Regions from separate parts of the Mus musculus genome. Here region 2 is linked to region 1. The links are chromatin contacts, called in public Hi-C maps. All regions are on one chromosome and are shown on one strand. The core of a region is the stretch at or near the end of the contact, and the rest is flanking DNA. Distances in the headings are between cores, read along the strand shown. Region 1 overlaps Fam110b (family with sequence similarity 110, member B). Region 2 holds the start of Sdcbp (syndecan binding protein).

Evidence for each region. Hi-C and Micro-C count contacts between places; a contact is called where the count stands out from the background.
Region 2: a Hi-C map of adipose-derived mesenchymal stem cells shows a contact between it and region 1, with 3 times the contacts expected there. The contact joins the promoter of Sdcbp here to the enhancer-like site in region 1. A contact is called at or near these places in 1 of 39 promoter capture datasets (cranial neural crest), 2 of 484 Hi-C or Micro-C datasets (adipose-derived mesenchymal stem cells and olfactory sensory neurons) and 2 of 115 datasets of contacts at active chromatin or transcription factors (astrocytes and embryonic hindbrain).

What each region holds. Positions count from the first base shown.
Region 1 is chr4:5,791,291-5,797,109 of GRCm38.p6, reverse strand. All of the region lies in intron 2 of Fam110b (family with sequence similarity 110, member B), which reads right to left. Among named protein-coding and RNA genes, the nearest start is that of Gm24337, 110 kb to the right of the region's middle. RefSeq lists an enhancer at 1-283. Within about 2 kb of position 3,424, at least 94 of the 459 cell types and tissues checked have an H3K27ac peak or open chromatin away from gene starts, as enhancers often do. A contact at or near this core is called in adipose-derived mesenchymal stem cells and astrocytes, where this site is marked.
Region 2 is chr4:6,363,570-6,369,388 of GRCm38.p6, reverse strand. It overlaps Sdcbp (syndecan binding protein), which reads right to left and starts at 3,709. Exons shown (of 9, transcript NM_001098227.1): 1 at 3,630-3,709.

The DNA.
Region 1 (5,819 bases), core at 2,175-4,674:
GGATTTGTTTTAATAAAAATGTGTCCTATGCAATATTTGAGAAACCCCAAGGTGATGAATACATAGTGATTTCCTTTAATTGTGCGATTCTAGTTTGATGCCTCAATTTGGTGAAAAAAAAAAAAAATCAAACAGAAAACAACACCCTGCCACCACCCACAAAAATTAAGTGAGATTCTTTCTTTGAATGTAATTTGAAGAAAACTGCTGGAAGAAGCCCTAATTCTTTGAGCCTGTATGTTGGTTAATCTGCTATTTAGGTTAGGGTCCATCTCACTGGGCAGGGAACAGGGGTGTCTTGAGGAAAGCAGCATCCTGGGCTCTACTGAGCAGACAGCATAGCAACCAGCAAGCCTGGGCGGGGAGGCAAGCCCAGCGATCACAGGTATGGTATGGAAGAGAGAGATGCACACAGTCAGCCTATCTGAGGAAGGTGTCACTGTGGCCTTAGAAATACTTTCTCTGTGACCTCCTCCTTTTTAACTTTTACCCCTTTGCCTTAGAAGCCAGAGTACCCCCTCCCCCTGCAGCTCCCTCTAGAAGCAGGGTATAGAACCCACAACCTTCCCTTAGGTAGATCGTATGTTTTAATGTGCTCTCTGTGCATCAAAAAACCAGGTGGTTCACCTTCGGCCTTTGAGCTTTTAATCCAAAGGCTCTAATCTAATGTAAACCTAAAATCAACTATTTTCCTGGATTTTTTTGTTTGTTTTTGTTTTGGGTGTGTGAGAAACAAGAAAGAGTCTTTTATATAGTACTTTACCCATGGTTAACTATACAACTGTCAAAATGCCTCTATGTCAGGGAAAATGCTGGAAGGTTAGAAAAGAGTGAAGAGTGGGCCTTAGATCTATGCCTAAAGAGAGTAGCCCTCCAAGGTACCCACAGATGGATCAGAAGGCAGCAGCTGAGCGACCTTTCATGGGCATGAATTAGATAAAAGTCCTATAATCCATTCCTGCTCAGAAACATTGTGGCTCAAGGACCCAAGGCAGGTGGTCATTTTAAATTTCAAAATGGGCTGTAGAATATTGGTGACTGACTTAACTTCCCATGCTTTCTGCTTGGACTGTTCTTAGGGGAACTTTCTCCTGAGTAAGGGGTGTGGTGGTGATCAGACAGCATCACTGGTACGACATCCTGACATCCTCGCTGGCCTATGCTCCTCTCTGCTCTCCTCTCTTCCACTTTCACTCTATTATGATCAAAGGCACAGCACATTATCACCACGGCCCAGCTAGCCTGCATGCCCAACCACCTGTGAAGGCAGGCTTTGGTCACCTCTGAAACTCTAAAACCCATCAGTACTCTGAATTCACAAGACTGGGAAATACCAATGCATCTTCTAGGAGCCTTTTCTAGAAAAATGTCTGTTCTTCTTTTCCTATTACTTTCTTCACTCCTGAGACTGGCATCCTTGGGAAGGCTCCTTAGGCTTCTTAGAAACTGCTAGAAATTGGCCATCATGGAATTGTAAAGCCAACATGGAAGAATGTTAAAAACAGTGACACTTTGTAACCACCTCCTATTTTTTCTTTCCATTTCAAGGTCTTCCCTTCCTTCTGGGCCATTCTCATTTCTGTAATAATTTTTAAATAGTAATGAGAGAATACCCAAATAATCAAAAGGCATTGTGGGAAGACTCCAAGGAAAGGGAAAAGCTACTGACATGTTTGGTAGTCAAGGATATTAACAGTCATACTTGATGCCTGCTATGTCCAGTAGCTGGACGTAATGTGGTGGTGTAGGTTGCTCTCACTTAATCCACGGCATCTGCTCCACTATTTCACATGGGGAGCTGTTGTCAGGGCACAGCTGTACAAGCCAGGAGAGATAATCTGAACTGTACGGTATAGATGATCCAGGAGGTGCCCCGGAGCTGTTATCTCAATGTCACAGACAAAGTAACCATGCAGTCCTCCAGGGAATGCTGTAGAGCACAAGACCCTGACATCTGGCACAGGCTCTCTAGTGTGGCTGGGATTAATCACAGCAGTGAGGCCAACTGCTGGGCTCGGACTGGGGAGCTGAGCTTTTTTTAGGGAAAGGAAAAATTGATCTCGCTCTCATAATGTTCCATAAATAAAAGCAACTATAAAGTCTTGCTTTGTTTTTCTTTCCCTTTGGTGGTGGGGACAGAATCCCAGGCTTGCTCATGCAGTAGCACAGCCTTTATCACTGGCCATACCCCAAGCAGGGCTTACTCTCAGACTCAGGGCGCATGGCTGAGGAGGCAGAACCTGACGGACAACCTGACAAAGGGAGAGACTTCCCCTCAGATCATGCTGGCTCCATTCTATACCTGAAGGATAAAAAGACCAGGATAAAGAACGATGGTTGAGTTATACAGCAAAATAGCTGGGTATATCAGGGCAGATGTAAGCTCCAAAGCTATTGTGGGTGTAAGTGCCATGATGTTTGATGGAGTTCTGGGCTGGATGGAGGCTTCCTGGTCACTGGCGCTGTACTAGTCTCAAGAATAATACATGAGAATGCCAAGTGGGATTCAGGAGATTTCCATGAAGGCCCACATTCTCCATTTCTTGTTAGATCCTAAGAGATGCTATTGTATTAGAGTAGCGAGGAGGGAGGAGAGGAGGCCCAAGTCTGGCTTCATGTGTAAACTACAGAACTCACATTACAACATCACAGGAATGGCTAAAGCCACCTCAGATTTTTAAAACAAGTGTTTTGCATCCTTCTAATTTCTTCTTTATCAGCCACTCATGGGGTTATTTAGGTAAAGCCCTGTCAAAATGATATGATATATTAGGGAACATTTAGAACCTTGAGGGGTTAGGGCCAGAAAATATCCTCTATGCACATAGTTCATCTGAAAATGTCCTCTAGTCAGTACTCCTGTAGCTAGGCAAGGCATGCCTAGCTCTGCTCCTGGGCAGCTGGGCTGCTGAGGGGAGAGTGCCCGACTTGAACAAGAAGCCCCAGTTCAGGGCTGCCCAGGAACACGTCTCTCTGTTGCTTAGGAGCAAATCCAGAATTCTGCATAACAGTCTGTCTCATGAAACTCTGTAAGCCAAGCCTGCTCGATTGAGTCGTTTCTTCTCCTTTACTCCATGCTTTTGGTAAATAAAAGAGGAGCACCCTCCAAACTGTAAGTAGGAAAGAAAGCCACTAGAGTCAGAGCACAGTCTGTGGGAACTGAACACACCCACAGAGGTTTCCAAGTGTGAAAGTGGGTCACTCTCCTGGGCACTGCGGCGGTGTAAGTCCGGGAGCAATGCTTCAAAGAGCATGCCTGGCTAATTCCACTCAAAGTCTGCGGAACAGCTCAGTCTTGATTTGCTTATGCATAGAAGCAAACATGTTGGTCTGGTGAGCTGGAAATGCCCTGCTCATTCAAGGGAGTACACAGCAGGCAAGTGCAGCTGCCGGGCCTCTGAACCAGGATTGCAGATCTAATTCTTTGGGTCTCTCCACCTCTGCGCACACATGATCCAGTGTGTGTGTTACTGAACTCTGCCATGTGGCCTCTGGTCTAGTGCCCCTGCTTTTACTTTACAGGTTGGCTCTGGCAAGGTTTGTCTCTTTCTTTCTTTCTTTCTTTCTTTCTTTCTTTCTTTCTTTCTTTCTTTCTTTCTTTCTTTCTTTCTTTCTTTCAACTTATGACTTTAAGCATAAAATTGCAACATGATTAGGAGCAATCCCAATATCTACATCCTAGAATTTTCTTTTCTGAAAACACAGTCATATCATTTTCATGCGCCCTTCTGAATCCTTTTCCAATGCAAGGAATGCACTCAAAGTGTGAGCACTCACTAAAGTATGCACTGTGTGCAGCCTAGTGATTTTTATCTAATGACTGGGCAGTTATGAGTAAGCTGTCAGGCAGAAAAGCCACAGACAATGCAGGGAAATTCAGGCCCATCTGCTGAAGAGTAGTTAAGTAATGTGGTGGGAATGTCGTCAGCCTAGCAACAACAGTCAACTAACTTGAAAGACACTGATGGCCAATGAGCATGACAGGGGACAAAGGGACAAGACTGCTAGTAGGAGAGACAGAAGGACATTGGATTTTATAGACAGCAATGAGAGGCCAGGAAGAGAAGTGAAGCTATAATAACATGGTCACAGTTTTACCTTTAAAACAAAAATTCCCTGCCAATTTGGGGCCAGGTTAAAGACTTGTTGTTAGGTTTCAAACCCAGGACAGGCTGAGGTGCATCTCTTGGTCCCATACTGCATCCTCCAGCAGAAGGGACTGGGCTGCTCTTCCCCCACAGTCTCTTCTCTATATAATCCAGATGTTTTTGGCTATTCACCCCTTTCGTACCTTTGGTCTCCTGGCTGCTGCACCTTCTACCCCTCTCTCCCCTCTTTCTTCACCTCTCCCTCTTCCCACATGGCTCAAGGTCATGTCCACTCTGAACTCTCGATGTCTCTGCCTGTGCTATGCTCTCCCACATATGTGTAATAAGCTTTTCTCCTCTGCCATACCTAGGAGCAGCCATGTCCATTTCCTTTCCTTTTCTTTGTCTATTAACTTACTAAACACAACTACAGAAGAAACAGCTGGAAAATGAAGTTGAAAACGCAGATGACTAATATCCACTTCAACTTTCAACAAGTTCTCTAAACTAAAACTGGAATGTTTTCCATGCTCAGCCTTCCACTGAAGCAGATTTTAATGTGCCTGTCTCCTGTCCCTGTCACAGGTCTTTTTCCCTTAATAGTCTCTTGTCCCACCCAGTTGGTTCTATCAAGGCTGAGTACAAAATTGTTCCAGTCTGTTTTCCTGTTACCATCTCCCAAAGAATACAGTGTAACTATTTACACAACATTTTCCTCTATCTGTCTGTATTACTTTTCTATTACTGTGACAAAATACTTGACAGAAACAATTTAGAAAGGGGAAAAGTTTTATCTTGGCTCTCAGTTTTTGAAGGTTTTAGTTCATTATATTGGGGGAGGCATGGTAGAGCAGCCTACCCAATCAGTGATGGGAGAAGCATATTATAGAGGCTGTTCACATGGCAACAGACCAGGAAGCAGAAAAGATGCTAGCACCAGGGCATGGGTATGACCCTCAAAGGCCTATCCATAGTGATCCACTTCAGTTAGTCAGGCCCAACCTCTTAAATGTCCTACAATTTACCCAAACAGCACTACTAGCTGAGGAACATATGTCAAAAAACCCAGTCCTGTGTGGGGCATGTGAGATTCCAAAGGTAACAGTGGCATTATGGATAATCTAGGGATTACTTCAGTATGTATAACCTGTGGTGGCAGGCTGCATGTACCTCAGGGTCACTGTTGATAGAGCTCAACACAAAATCATAAATTTGCTTAAAACATATTGAATTGTTCGAGATACTTGTGTAACTTGACTGTGCAGTTCTTGTGTAGTGAGTGAGCTTTGCAGGCAATAATGTAGTACCACACATCAAAAGGCTAGATATGGCTGGCAGGAGGATGAGTGTAAATTTTAGGCAAGTAATTCTTCCATCTTAGATAAAGTACTTGAGCATCCATAGATTCTGGGTTGTGAGGGATTTCCCAAACCATCTCCCTATGGAAACCTAGAGAGAGGCGAGGGGATGGAAGAGGAGGGCAGGGGAGGGGAGGGGAAGGAAGGGGAGAGAAATTGGGGAGATTTGGGGGAGCTTATTTGGATTTTTATCTGGGTTTTTCATAGGATTTATAAGAGTACACAGAGACTTTGTTACAGTTAGATTTAGGATGAGAAGATGACAATGTTCAAAGGTGTTTATGATGCACACTACAAGGAACCTCAAGGCAGATAGGACAGGCTGTGGATTCCAGGCTGACTTCTGAGAAACACACACACTGCATGCACTTTA
Region 2 (5,819 bases), core at 2,460-4,959, 570 kb before region 1:
AACCTGAGAGTGATGCTCTATCACTACCAACTGCTCTGCTGTTGTTCGGAGCAATCCTATTATCCCTGTAGACATGGTTTGGAAAAACCAAGCGTCTGATGAAGTAACTTCTAGATTAGTAAGAACTTTCTATCTGTCCCCCAACACCCTCAGAGCAATATATGTCACTTAGGCCCACACAAAAATTGAAATAAGGGAAGTGATATTTTGGAAGAACTAGGATTTGGTTTTTGCGGCTACTGCTGCTGCTGAGTCTAATAAGAAAGCCAAAATTCTGCTCTTTCAGCCACAGCTGCAGAGAAGAAAGCTAAGGAGAAAGGTGGTGCAGGTGAGACCAGCTGGTGAATTCTAGGTCTAACATGAAGAACCCGATCATATACACTGGGAGGTTTTGGATGGAATCCTTCTAAGCAAAATTCTTCAAGCCTGAGAACCAGTGAGTAAACAACTTAGTTCTTTTAGTTGGAGAAACAAATCCCGTAGTCAGCAGGAAGAGCTCTGTCCTGCAGCACTTCCAGAAAAGTCCCAGCCATCCTCTCTCACTAAGATGGTACGGGTTTTTTTTAACAACTTTTATTTGTATTCCAAATTTCCTGTGCATCATTTGTAGAGGCCAACTGTAGATAAATAAGAGAGATGACCAGAAGGAACTAGTAATGTAGGCACTTTTAAAAATCAACTGCACCAATTATTCTATTTAATGTTTATAAGCCTAAGTGAAAATTCTCTTTAAATAAGAACAATAATGGGTACTCCCTCACCATAATCCTAAGCCACTCAAGTTATTAAAGATACTGTATTTGACCACAGAAATAAAAAAAATTAACGAAAAGTATTGACATAACTCATTGATCGTTGTGATCTGGAATTAGTATTGTGTTTTAATGACCCAAATACAAGAAAAATCAAAAGCAATGATGTGCTGGAACAAAGATAATAGTTGAAATCTTCACAATGGTTAAAAGATAGGACCACATATTCTAATTGGGGAAATTAGCGCAAGTCAAATATGTGGCCCATTTCAACTATGTATAATCAAACCCAAATACTTTGGAATGGCTTAGTTTTCCTTCGTTGAAATCACTCTTAAAATTTCCGGTAATGTTCCACTGTGGAACTTTTCACTTCAGACAACTAAATACAAATAATTTAAAAGCATAAATAAGAAAAAGTGTTGTGTTGAATTCAAATAAAATAATAAGGACCTTGGTTGTCCAGAGGGACAAAAGACAATCCTTGTAGTTCATATAATGTGTCAAAGAACATACCTGAATCAATCCTAACAGAAATTCTGTGACCACATGGAATGAACACACCACACACACACACACACACACACACACAGTGAAAGAGAACTCACTTAGGTCAGGTCCCAAGAGAAGTATTTGACTTTAGCTAATCTTCAGATAAAAACTACCTCAGGCATAAAAAAAAAAAAGTTCCCAGGAGTGGGGGCAACGACTGGACTGTAAAAAAATAAATAAACCAAACATCCCAGGGGCTTCTGATGATCAGCCACTGAGACCTGCGCCCATATGTGTCACAGGTTAGTATAGGGTCTATAGAGGGGAAGCGGTTACCCTTCATTACAGCTGTAAGAGGAGCTGGAGCTGTTGTGATCTGTTGTGATGTGACAGGAGTCTTGCAGGGGGAGAGCCTTCAGCTCGGAAACGTGGAAGGAGGTTCTGCTTATTCTCCGTCAGGAGTGGGGCCCAGGAAGGTTCAGACCATGTACACTAGTAGGGCACACTAAGAAGGTGACAAAGTTAAAACTGTAGAGTTGTTGTGAGTCTGGGCCCCAGGGGCCTAGGTTCCTGGCAGGTCTGTATGCAGGAGCTCCAAGGAACACATGCTGTTCAGTTCCCAGCACCCATTCTTGGGGCAACTGACAAAACCACTAATTCAACCCCACAGGCACGCTGACTCTGGCCTCTCCACTCCCTGCACTCCCCATCCCACTCCCACGTATGTACACACACACATACACACACACACACACACACCATTTTTTAAAAAGCTAGCGGAAAGAAACTATCATTTTTTAAATATAGTTGTTCAAAGCCTTTTACAATTTTAAGAAAGTTAAGTATAAGAGGAGTAACTCCTACAATTTAGACATCTGCTCCAATTATAACTCCAGACACAGTAAGACCGCTTCATGTCTTTAGTTGACATGTACTTGCAAAGGGTGACAATCATACCTACTAGCTTGGTCACAGTGACACTGACCAAAACACAGCCAAACTTAACCATAACTGAAAGTTATAATCCAAAATGTTATTACTAACTGGAAAAACAGACACATACAGCAGAAAATCATGCCTTCCTCAGTGTTAAACTGAGGGAAACATATTTACATGTCTGACCATAGAGGCACTATCTGAACCAGTACCTAAGACCGTAAAAGAACTGGCCTGCCAGAGGAAATATGGCTGGCTGGTGGGCACAACCAAAGCCTATGCCAAGCACAGGGGAGGTTTTATACTGTATGCTCTACATTTTAAATGCTTAAAATTTTGAGCCATATGTTTACTAATTACATCCTTAAAAGCTAAAATTTTCAGTAAGTGTTGCAACATTTGGCAATTAATAAGTACAAGGAGAACGATTATTAAATGTATAAGTATTTTAAAGTGTGTGGGTGTCTTTTACAGTCTCTGGATGTTTACTACCTAAGAGAAAGTGGCAAAAATGGGGGGAAGTCGGTGAGCCGTGCTCATTTTAAAGGGCTGCTTAATTCAAAAGTGCATCAAAATCTTAATCAGCCCTTTCTTGTTCATGATTTTTAAATCCTCTTTAATAGATCCAGCACAGCTAAAATCTGCTTCCAAAGTTAAGTGACTCTGGCTATAATGGAGTAATTGTTTACTGAGCCTTCTCGTCATTCCATTTCCTTATTTCCTGGTGCAAGTCATCTGATCAGTAATACTTACGTACCACTTAAGACCTACCAGTTTAAGGACCTAAGTTGTTAACAGGATGAAAAGGCATATTTTCTGCTTTGTCCTATCCTCACATCGGGAAAATGAGAGTACAAATCTGCTGAACTATATCACCTTGACATTTCAAAAGTAAGACAATTGACCAGGGCAGCAGCTATTTTCAATATAACTTTCGTTCTTAAACATTTGTTCTCGGTGTAAAGCGTGCGTGTTAAGAATTTAAAACTCTACACTTTCTAAGTAATTTACCTAATGGAAAACAAAACAAAACAAGAAAAAAAAAAGCTATGTGTCGAAGATAGGACGAATACAACAAACGATCCCACACACTCCACGGCTCCATAACTGCACTTCTGAAACTGGAAACTTTCCACGTCTGTACGCCTCCCTCCGCCCCGTATTAGAAGGAAATCCTCCAAGGAGATCTGAGTCACCAGACCTCCGGAGACCGTTCCTGGTGCACACACCCCGCTGCAAGCCCTGGCCCTCCCTGCCCCCTTCCAGAGCAGCGGCTCCGCAGCTAACCGTTGTCACCTCCGGTCCGTCGCGCCCTGCCAGCCGTCCGGAAGCCGCTGAGGACGCCACCGAGTGCGGGCGAGGACCCGGCCAGACCCACCCGGGGCCCGAAGCAGAGCGCCGGACCAGCTCCGAGACCTGCCGGGGCCCGGGACCCCCGCGGCCACTCACCTGCCCCGAGGACCGCGCCGCTCCTGCTGCCCGCTCCAGCTCCACACAACCGAACCTCGGGGCCCGCCCTGCGCGTCATCACCGCCCCCGCCTTCCGCCGCGCAGGCGCAGGCGCACGCGCCGTCCCCATGACAACGCGGCACAGCCCGAGCGACCACCAGCCCACCCTCCCTCTACGAAATCCTCCCAACTCCCGGCTCCAGCCTCGGTTCCCTGGCAGCCCCCGCCGCCTTTTACTACCCTTTGTTCCCAGAACGAATGCTCATTGGCTGCTGACTGTTACTCTCGGTGTTGAACACACACACACACACACACACACACCCTGAAATAAATAAAACCCACATTCTAATCTTAAAAACACGGACTATGTGCTTTCTGAGAGTTGATGGTGCTGATAGGGGAATCCAGATGTTTGGGGTGTACATGAATATGTGAAACTGACAATATCTACACCAGTCCATGGCTGAGGCCATTTCCTAGTAACAGTATATGACATCATTGGCATGCAAGCAATTGTCTATCTAAATTATTCATCATCACAGTCATTTGAAATTTTATCTCTGGTAAAACAATAAGCATTACATGACAAGAGGAATGAAAATGTGATGCTCCAGGGAGAATATGGCTTAACTGATGAACAACTTGTAAAACGAGTTACGGGATGGAAAAGGAAGAAATACAGTTCTATTCACAGCTGGCAAGATTATCTATGTAAACAAAGAGAAAATAAACACCAGTAAGCAGAATAAGCAGCTACAGCAAGGTTGCTACGATACACGGTTAATATACACACGAGTCAATTACTTTCCTATCTGCACGAAATGAGCAATTGGAATTGAATATTAAAAATATATCAAGATAAAATACTTAGCTACAAGCCTAGTTGAATGAATATCTGTGTGAAGGAAAACTCCTAATTAGAATTTCATGCTGTGGAAATAAATAGGTTGGAATGTCGAAAGTCCAGAGGAAGATCACCATATCTTGGGCTAAATCCTGGCCCTCCAGAACAGCCATTCCTTGTTTCCCTGTGTCTAAACTAACATCTTGTGACAATAAACAACAGGTCTTTAGAATCTATTGAATTAGCAGGCAACTAGCTTCTACCAATCCAAATGCTTAGAATGCCACCAGAAAACACCTTGCGTCTTACAGAAAGGTTCCCTGAACCTCACCCCCACTGCCTTGTCCTGCCTCTCTGAAGTAAGCGCCTATGTATTGTAAGCTTGCCTTGACTGATGACTTCCTCTGTCCTGTAAAATGGTGCACGCCTTTAATCCCAGCACTTGGGAGGCAGAAGCAGGCAGATTTCTGAGTTCGAGGCCAGCCTGGTCTACAGAGTGAGTTCCAGGACAGCCAGGGCTACACAAAGAAACCCTGTCTCAGAAAAACAAACAAAAACAAAAACAAAAACTATGAGAGCTACTTGAGGCTACTTGTTGGAACATAGAATTTGAAGTAACCTAAATCTGTGTTCCCAGGCCATGGTCACTCAAAATGGTTCCAAAATCAACTATCTCTTATCACCTTTAAGATGAGAGCTGCGGTTTCTTTGTGTTGACAGGGAGTTCTAAAGAAAATGAAAGATCTGAGTAAAGTGGGGGACGCCCACCTTTATACATAGGAAGAAAGATTTTATGGAGATGTCAGTTCTGCCCACCATCTATAGATCTCATCCAATCTCAGTCAAAATCCTATCAAGTCATAGATACCAACAAGCTGGTTCCACAGTTTGTGAGAAAAACAAAACACCAAGGCGGGCAAGATGGTTTAGTGGAGTGAAAGCATTTGCTGAAAAACAAACAAAAAAAACAAAAAATACTGTCAACCTGGAAAGAGAGAGCCAACTGGAGATGTTGTCCTCTGACTTCACATGTTTGTGCTGTGTGGCAGGAGAACTGTACACATATACATGGGCACACACACAAACAGTAAATAAACTAATCATAAAGGATGCTGAAGAAGATAAAATATGTAGCTTGAGGGTGTTTTACTGTGGCTACAAGAACAAATTACCAAAGGCTAGGTGGTTGGAGCAACGGAACAGGGAATACCTGTTATATCTTGAGTTACCTAAAGACTTTGGATCTAACAAGGACCCACCTCCTAATGTGCAGATAGCCAACTTCTCATTGCAACTAAAAGACAGGAGAGAAAAACAAGGGGCGATGAGGAAAGAAGAGGGGAAGA